Regions from separate parts of the Sus scrofa genome. Here regions 1 and 3 are each linked to region 2. A link is a contact called in public HiChIP or PLAC-seq data. All regions are on one chromosome and are shown on one strand. The core of a region is the stretch at or near the end of the contact, and the rest is flanking DNA. Distances in the headings are between cores, read along the strand shown. Region 1 overlaps MAML2 (mastermind-like protein 2). Region 2 overlaps MAML2 (mastermind-like protein 2). Region 3 overlaps MAML2 (mastermind-like protein 2).

Region 1 (2,795 bases), core at 266-2,765, 140 kb after region 2:
GGCCTCTGCCACTGGACTACCATCAACTCCTCCAACTCTCCCAGTGCCGAGTTACATTCCTTTAACCTAATTCCACTGCCAGTGACCCTCCGAGGGGCTTTTCTCATCTCTGTGAATCAAGCTGCTCCTGAGCACCCCTTTGCCTGCCTTTCCATACCTTCCTTAGAAGTACAGTGTGATAGAGAAACAAGATATACCAAGTGTGGTGCATAGTAGGTGGTTAATTTAAAAAGCCACTGTTATTTTAGTTATTACTGTTCAAATATAGATTCTGGGTTCCTATTTTTCTCAGAACTCTAATTTTTTGTTTTTACTTTTTTCATTTTTAAAAGTTTTATTGAAATATAATTGATTTACAAAGTTGTGATAATTGCTGCTGTACAACAAAGTGACAGTGATTCAGAATTTTTATTTATTTATTTATTTTTGCTTCTTAGGGCCACACCTGTGGCATATGGAAGTTTCCAGGCTAGGAGCTGAATCGGGGCTGCAGCTGCCAGCCTATGCCTCAGCCATGGCAATGCCAGATCTGAGCCATGTCTGTGACCTACACCACAGCTCACAGCAACGCCAGATCCTTAACCCACTGAGCGAGGCCAAAGATCAAACCTGCATCCTCATGGATACCAGTCAAGTTCATAATCCACTGAGCCACAATGGGAACTTTCAATTCAGAACTTTAACTTAACCCATTACCTAAGCTAAAAGAAATGCTTTGGGATTTTCCTGACACTTACTAGGTGTCCTAGAAATATCTTCATTTTAAATGGATGAATGATTGAATGAAAGAGTGAGGGTATTAACTTAGCTTCACTTAAGAAATCGCAAGTGATTACTGTCCCTTGGTGCCTTGGAAGTAAATGCTTGAACTTCTGGTATCATTTAGACAAAGGAACTAGGAATTTTTAAGTGTCCGCGTCACGTCTGGGATTGGGCCACTTAGGACTGTCCTCTCTGCTCCGCTGCTTTTCACACCGGTCCATGGACTGAGCTCTCCAGAAGAGGCTTTGCTCCTGACTCCTGCACTGGGCATACTGATTAATTCGGCTGGCATTTGGCCTGGCATTCATGTGGCCAAGGTACCCTTGGCCTCTGGTTAAATGGAGTTATCCCTCCGAGTTTCTGACTTGGCAGTGAAGTCCTAGTAACCAGAGTCATCGCTATAGCACCCTGCTATTTCATCTTTGCTGGAAAGTGATGAACACAGACCTCACTTGTCTGAGAACTCTTAGGTTTAGTGAAAGCAATGTGAGAAGTTGCCAAGTTTGTGCTTAGAAACAAGCACATGTTTGAAACCTTACTTTTCTTTTTTTCTCAAGCTTTCCTGAGTCGGGAGCTTTTAAACACAGATATGAGAGTCTGATTTAAGCAGTTCCCATTACCCTTCTAATTCAGCTTTTAAAATGTACTTTTGCTTGAAGAGAAAATAGAAAGCAAACAAATCTCTCCCCTGCCTCCTTCCTTTCCTGAATAATCTAGAGACTTGGGCAATCCTTCCCTTCCCTGGGGGTGTGACTGTAGAGTATCATTTTATTGACTCATAATTAAGAACTTCTGATGGGAAAACCAGTCAACAGGGGAAAATGGCTTGGGGGGGAGGGGGTCCCATCAGCAAAAAGAGAACAGATGTACTTGCGGCAAGTGCAAGAAACAGGACCAAGGAGACCCCATAGAGGAAAATGCCCTAGAAGATAGCAAGTCCCTTCCGTGAACTTTATGCCCTTTTTGAGGAAGTCAGCTTTTCTCCATAATGTGTAATGAATATGTGAGCGGCAGTTTGAGCTGCTCTTAGATTCAAGGAGTATACATGCGAGTGAAATTGTGTGTGGGCAAGAACTGACAGTGGAAATTTGGTGGTGAACACAGAGTGTGGGCAGAGGGGAAAAAAGCCCATGTGAAGCATCACTGAAAGGAAGTGTCACAGGAAAAAGTTATGAGGCAGCATTCTACAGGGCTAATCGGAGCTGCATCAAAAGTGCTGCGCATTAGTTCATTTAAAACAAAGGATCCTACAAACAAAGAAGCAGAAGATTTCAAATGCCCAAAGAGCCATTCCTCTTTTAATGGAACTAACATTCCTGGAATTCAGTCACATCATATTAGCCAAGAGAAGATTCCAGTTCGGTGCTAGGGACTAGATATTTTTCCTACATCTGGTTCCACGCATGGAAACAACCACCTCTACACCCATTTCTCTCCTGACACATCTAGTTTAATAGAAAAGGTGATTTCCCTACGGGTGCCCTGAGGTATGATTCGATGAGAGTCTGGTAATGCATATAAATGGATTTCCATTGTACAATTAAAGCCAATAGGGCCTAATCTAGATTTCTTATTGAAATGTATTTATTTTTAAACTAGTGGACGATTTGTATAGCACAAGTTTTGCACTTCTTAATTTACTACTTGGTAAATCCTTATATTTGATCTTAGTGTTTCTGATTACTAAGAGTTACTCTTAGGGGACTGTAAGCTTATAGAAATAATATTAAATGGATGTTGTAAATTCTCCATTTGAAGTATCTGAAACAGGCTTTAATGCCGTTGTGGGCTAGACTAGAAAGAAAAGTGGTCTCCTACCACTATGACTAATTTCAGGTAATTGAAAATCCACGGCCTTGAAATCGTGGCAAAACTGGTTAATTTGTGACAGCATACGTTTTTCTCGTGACAGATTTCCTAATTCATGTCATGTTTCATCACATCCATTCTCTAGATGCACAGTGTAGGCGATTACAACTCCAGATCGAGTATGACCTTGTTTGTTGTAGACAGGATTATAAGCGTCTTTGTTG
Region 2 (2,959 bases), core at 388-2,887:
GCCTTGGCTCACAGTTGGGCAAAAGTGAGAACTGTGACATTTTCTGTCTCCAATGATTCCCTTTAGAAACCAGATTACGAGACAAAATAATGTCTTTGAAGTGACAAGCACTGTGCCTGTCACTCAATAAACCACAGCTATTATTATTCTTTCTATGTTGCCTGCAAAATGTTGAAAATTATCAGAAAGGCGGACACCTCAGTGGCTTTAGCACCTAGTATATCCTTTTTAATCATAATCTCCGTATGTCTGTCAGGAACATTCGTTAGGTACGCACTGGGTGGGCTGCGGGGTAGCAGAGGCAATAAAGAGATCCTTCAGGTCCTTCGGGATGCTTCTGACACACTTAGGAACACAGGCTGGGAAATCTAAAGGTGCCTCACAAACCCTTACCAAGAGCACCTGCCACGTAGCAATTTCCAGCTTTCCTAGTCTCCTCCAGGAAGGGGGCTGACTGGTCTGCAGAGGAAGCTTGCTATTATTAATACTGACTAAGCTGTTTCCACGTAGAGATAAATAAGGGAATCAGAAGTCAATCTCCCCTTGGACACACCCCATCACCTCAGATTTAACTACTCCACTCTGCTTCTCCAGACTTCCCTAAACATGGCCTTGACCGGCAGCCAACCCAGCTCAGTCCTAAACCTTTGGTCAGGAGGAGAAACCATAATGCTGGACTGTGATACTTTTCTGTTCACCAGAGTGGATTTAACTACTCCACTCTGCTTCTCCAGACTTCCCTAAACATGGCCTTGACCAGCAGCCAACCCAGCTCAGTCCCAAACCTTTGGTCAGGAGGAAAACCCATAATGCTGGACCGTGACTCCTTTCTGTTCACCAAGGACTGTCCGCGTCTGGCCTGTCTGGATCTCGGGACCCAGGCCAGTTTCCTACTCTGGGATTTCCTTCGACTCCTAAAAGAACAAAGAAATTCTCCCTGTATTCCACTTCCAGAGAGGCTCAGGTCTCTCTGAAGATTCAGGACCTAGCCTAGATTTTGAAATCTTGAGCTCTTGTGCTTCTTTGACCAGGATGAGTCCCAGAGCCAAAAATAATGCGGGACAAAAGATCTCAGGAAAAGGCCCACGTTGGGTCATGGGCTTGTCTGGCCTGGAAGTCCGGGCTGAGGCTTAGGGGCTGGTCTGTCGGAGACGTGGACATCAAAGGACGGACAAACCCGAACCCCACTCAGTTCATTCAGCAAACATTTACCAAGCAGGTACTGTGCTATACCCCGTGGGCGGCAAGTTGACAAAGACAAGGTGCCTTCCCTTGAGGAATTCAGAGTCATTTATGGTTCATGTAACATCAAACACAGCCATCAGTTTCTCAGAAAAAAACAAAAACAAGAACAAAACCCCACCACATTGATTCTCAAACTCTCGCAGTAGAAATGCTCAGTTTCCTCTAGCCCAGAGTTCTAAAATGTCTGACTCAATGAAGAAAAATGCCATCAACTGCCACCAGAGCCTCCCCAAATGAGAATTCTGTAGCAGAGTGATCCTGATTATCTCAGAAATCCCAGGCAGAAATGGAAGCAATATAAATAAACATAAAAGAAAATAGAGGTGCTGTAACACAACTATAAATTGCTTTTCTCCCCGACTTTCTTCCAATCATCCAGGGCAAAAGAGGGAAGTTGGTCTCTGTGGCAGAGAATAGACCAGCAGCTGTTCTATATCCTGCCAAGAGGAGAGAGACTTCTTATAAATAATAGCCAACAATATGTCCTCTGGGACCAGAGATTCAGCCAGTTGGAGGGGGGGAGGGCGGAGGGGAGAGGGAGGGTTAATGGGATGGGGGGTGACCGACACAGCAGAGGGCGAATTAGGAGAAACCCTATCAAATTTTCCTGTGTACTTATGTTTCTATTACCTCATTAGGGTGATTACATAATGCCACTCCATTTATAAACTGCAAGGGAAGTAAGGGCAGCATCCTCATTAGCAGAGGCTGATGCGAGACATTAACATACCAGGCAGTCATGTGGGCAAACAATGAAGATGTTCGCAGAACATCTTTTCTTTCTCTCTTCATCGCTTTGGTATTTTGTCTGCTCCTTCCCTCCCTTTAGCCATATATGTGGATCTGTGGCTCAGACCTGAAGCCGACCACGTGGGCGCCCTCGTATTGAGAGCGCTTCATGTGAGAGAGGTATGGCATCGCTTTTACTGCTTTATGCTCTATTAGGAGGGAGAAAAAAGAACCATCTTAGAGCCATGTAGGGGTCTCTCCTTGAAAACTCCACAGAGGGCTTCCAGCCAGATGCAGACTGAAGTTCGGAAATGTCTTACTTCCTAGGAGCTTTTTCCACTTTTCCTGGACTCTGACTTGTCCTGATTCGAAGTTATAGCTCTAGATGGGGATATTTTGAGGGGCTGCTGTTTCTGGATATAGTACTAATTTGCATCTCAATTTTAAAAAGAGCTCACTCGGACAGTAAAATTCACTAAGTAATATTTAATAAAAGAGGACACTGAGTCCCTAAAAGGTGAAACAACTGGCTCAGATAATCAGAGGAGGAGCCCAGGCTGGAAGCCAGCATCAACAGGAGTTCCACAGAAAGGGACTGTAATTTACAATTTCTAAGAGAGGTTGGATTGAGTGTCTGCTTTACCATGGACTCATCTAATGAGGGGATGGTGTGGGCCACGAGGGGGTGTTAGGTAGAGACTGATCTTTTCACGGTCCCTTGGAGGAAGAATTAGCTGTTTAGCTTATATTTATGTCTTATATGTGGTTTTAATTTGATATACCACCTTTTATTCTTACATAACACTATTTCATCTCTCTCTCTCTTTTCCTTTTCTCTTATATTATCTCTGGCTTTAATTTCGGGCACTCCCAAATGCATTATTGCAAAGTTATCCTTTTTCTGAAGGTGAGCACTTATTTCACGTTTGTTCTTATGATTGGAAAACTAGGTGAAAAGTCCAGGGGATCTAGCACTGTGCAAGAA
Region 3 (2,800 bases), core at 150-2,649, 160 kb after region 2:
TTTCCTATGATTCATATATGCACTGCTTCCTCAAACCACATGTTACACTGACTTCATTCTGCCCATTTATTAGAACATCTTTACATTCAGATTCCTCATCTTTGGATCTAATAATCAGAAATTAGAGGGTCAGACTGGCTTAAGCATAATGATTACTTTTTTAAACAATTTAGGTAAATTAAAGTTAAACTTTAGAGAGATCTCAAACTTGTTGAAAACCATAAGGGTACAGAAATATTCTGAAATCTTAACTCTAAACTCTTGATATCTTGATGTGATACTAAAACCACCTGTGAAGCCTCTTTCTGTAATTTGTGTGTGGAGTGCAAAGTGAATTATTTAATAAATGATAATCAACCATCAAATATTTCACCATGGAAATAGAATGATAAACAATGCTCCCTGCGTCTTAATAACAGTCTTAAGTGCATTCAAATACTTCTTTATTGAATTCCTTGTAAGGCACTGTCCAATGTGACAGGGTCTTTGAGATTTTAAAAGAATATTATCATCCAATTTAAAGTTGTACTTGTGAAAGATAAACAAAAAGATATCATAACAAAGTTATGAATAAAGGCTATGAATGCACAGAAGATGGAATAAATAATTACTCACAAGAGGGATCTAAAAATACTTTGTCTTTCTTAAAGGCTAACTTGCTGAGATCTAAGAGGGAAATTGTAAGAAAAAGGGAAGATGAGAAGCATGGACAGGGCCTTTGAGGAAGAAATCACACATCTCTTGTATGACAAACACGTGGGAAAAAGTTGTAAGTTTATCATGCATGGAACCCAGTGGTTCATAGGGCACTTAGTGGAGAGAGTAGAAAGAGTTTGGAGTTCTAACCTGGAAGTGTGTATGTGTGTGTGTGTGAATGGAGGGGCAAACAAGTTCATTTTTGGACATAACATGTTCAATGTGCCTGTGGGACAAAGGCAGTGATGGCCAAGGTACATCTGGACCTGGAGGTTAAGAAAGAGATTCCATGTGAAAGATAATGGATTTCAGAGTCAGTATCAGATAGGTGGCAACACAGGCACACGTGCGCTGTGTGATCAGCCAAGAGAGCAAGCAGAATAAAAAGTCCAAGGGGAGATCCCCAGGGAACACTAACATTTAAGGATTTAGCCTTGGGAAGAGGCTCCAACAAGGAAGGGGCAATTAGAGCAGAAGGAGGCAAGAGGCAATTTGGAAGCCAAAGTTGTGGAGGAGACGTTTGAAGCAGAGATTGTCATCATCTTATCAGTCAGCAGCAGTGGGTGAGGCTTCCCTCTGAAGACTGGGCTGCTAACAAGGGGTTAATTCACTGTCGCTCACCACTCTTTCACAACCTCCCTGAGAAGTGCTAGCAGAAAGAAAATGGTCCCATGATAGAGATGGCAGAAGAGAGGAAGAGAGAAGGAACAAGAGGCTGAGATAACTCATGCATGAGTCATCAGCCCATAAACCAGAGAGAGTCAGCAATATGACCGTTCCTCCTGAAATAAAGAAGCAGAAAGGGCTCTCAGTTAAAAAGAAAGTCTTTCTCCGAGTTGAGATAGCATGGTAATTTAAGCAATGTGCACACTGCTTGCGGCAACTTGGTGAATATGTGTGGATGGATGCACTTGGGAAAGACTCTACTGACTGGGCCCTCAGTTGCCTTATGTTATAATCAGGGGTAGTAGTCTCTTTGCTCCTTGCAGGTATCCTATGTGGTAGGGATTATTTGGGGGTCATTTTACAGATTAGTTAAACAAAATACAGAGAGTGTAGGAAACAAGATACAGAGAGTGCCCAGACAGGTGATAAGTAGCAAAGCTAGATTTCAGATTTTGGGCTCTCTGCTCTGTCCACAAAGCTTATGCTTTGCTTCCAGCTGGGATCCCTAGAACTTTCAAAGTCAAAGTCATTAAATATGCTTCATTTTTCCCCGTTAAATGTAAGGCTATGAGGGAAGCTGGATAAGTGCGGTTACGTCCACAACAGGTAAAGCAATGGAGGATTTGCCTAAAGTATATGGAAGCCGGGTCTTCTAATTCTACACTATTTTATGGTCTTTCAAAGGCCAGTAAATGTATTACATTGACAGACATTAACTTTGAAACCAAAATTAACATCTTGGAAAGCAACTATTGTTACACTGAAAAGTGTATAAAATACCTTTTCTTTCTAGAAATTACAGCACCATGGAAATGAATCATACCAGAGTCTGTCTTAAGTAGAGATGGCAGTTTATGGATAGCCCCCTAAAAAGTAGCAGTTTTTCCTCCATCATCTTACTAGTTAATCTTCCTGGGAACAGGCTGATATTTACTCATCCCAAGAGAGTGTTGAATTGTCTGCACTCCAAAAGATACCAAGGATAAGGTTTTAAGTTCCCCACCATTAGTCATCACACGGAGAAAAGTGACAGAGCTCTTTACAGATGCAGTGCTTTTTCTTCGCCCTTAAAATGGCAGCTGAAACAAAATTCAATGGGTCTAAACTAGGAAAAGTCAGTAAAGAATGCTCTCCCTTCCTCAGTGATCCGTTCCCCGGGTAAGATGTGAAGCACTCTGTGGTCTCCAGACAACAGGATCAGATAGGCTAACAATGCATTTGAGAGCTTTGCGAAGAAATGCTAGACAAAATAGATCAGGTTAAAGTAGACACAGAGGCCCAGCAGCAAATTCTAATTATTTTCGTTCCTGGTCTTGCAACAAAGAGACAATTGTTAAAAAAAAAAAAAAATGTTAGATTTTGGGTGTGTGGGAGTGGGTGTGCGCATGTGTAGTGCAGGTATTTCCTCCTCATATGACTGATTATTGATGCTCAGAAT

What was found. HiChIP or PLAC-seq counts read pairs in DNA pulled down with a chosen protein or histone mark.
Region 1: an H3K27ac HiChIP or PLAC-seq map of alveolar macrophages shows a contact between it and region 2. The contact joins two enhancer-like sites. A contact is called at or near these places in 2 of 47 Hi-C or Micro-C datasets (both in embryonic fibroblasts) and 2 of 2 datasets of contacts at active chromatin or transcription factors (alveolar macrophages and skeletal muscle).
Region 3: a contact with region 2 is called in an H3K27ac HiChIP or PLAC-seq map of alveolar macrophages. The contact joins two enhancer-like sites. A contact is called at or near these places in 3 of 47 Hi-C or Micro-C datasets (embryonic fibroblasts, heart right ventricle and skeletal muscle) and 1 of 2 datasets of contacts at active chromatin or transcription factors (alveolar macrophages).

The regions. Positions count from the first base shown.
Region 1 is chr9:28,214,631-28,217,425 of Sscrofa11.1, forward strand. The region is part of intron 1 of MAML2 (mastermind-like protein 2); the gene reads right to left. All of the region lies in intron 1 of LOC110262220 (a long non-coding RNA gene), which reads left to right. Among named protein-coding and RNA genes, the nearest start is that of MAML2, 160 kb to the right of the region's middle. Within about 2 kb of position 1,516, at least 14 of the 83 cell types and tissues checked have an H3K27ac peak or open chromatin away from gene starts, as enhancers often do. A contact at or near this core is called in alveolar macrophages, where this site is marked.
Region 2 is chr9:28,078,679-28,081,637 of Sscrofa11.1, forward strand. The region is part of intron 2 of MAML2 (mastermind-like protein 2); the gene reads right to left. Among named protein-coding and RNA genes, the nearest start is that of MTMR2, 110 kb to the left of the region's middle. Within about 2 kb of position 1,638, at least 33 of the 83 cell types and tissues checked have an H3K27ac peak or open chromatin away from gene starts, as enhancers often do. A contact at or near this core is called in alveolar macrophages, where this site is marked.
Region 3 is chr9:28,238,647-28,241,446 of Sscrofa11.1, forward strand. All of the region lies in intron 1 of MAML2 (mastermind-like protein 2), which reads right to left. Among named protein-coding and RNA genes, the nearest start is that of MAML2, 130 kb to the right of the region's middle. Within about 2 kb of position 1,400, at least 24 of the 83 cell types and tissues checked have an H3K27ac peak or open chromatin away from gene starts, as enhancers often do. A contact at or near this core is called in alveolar macrophages, where this site is marked.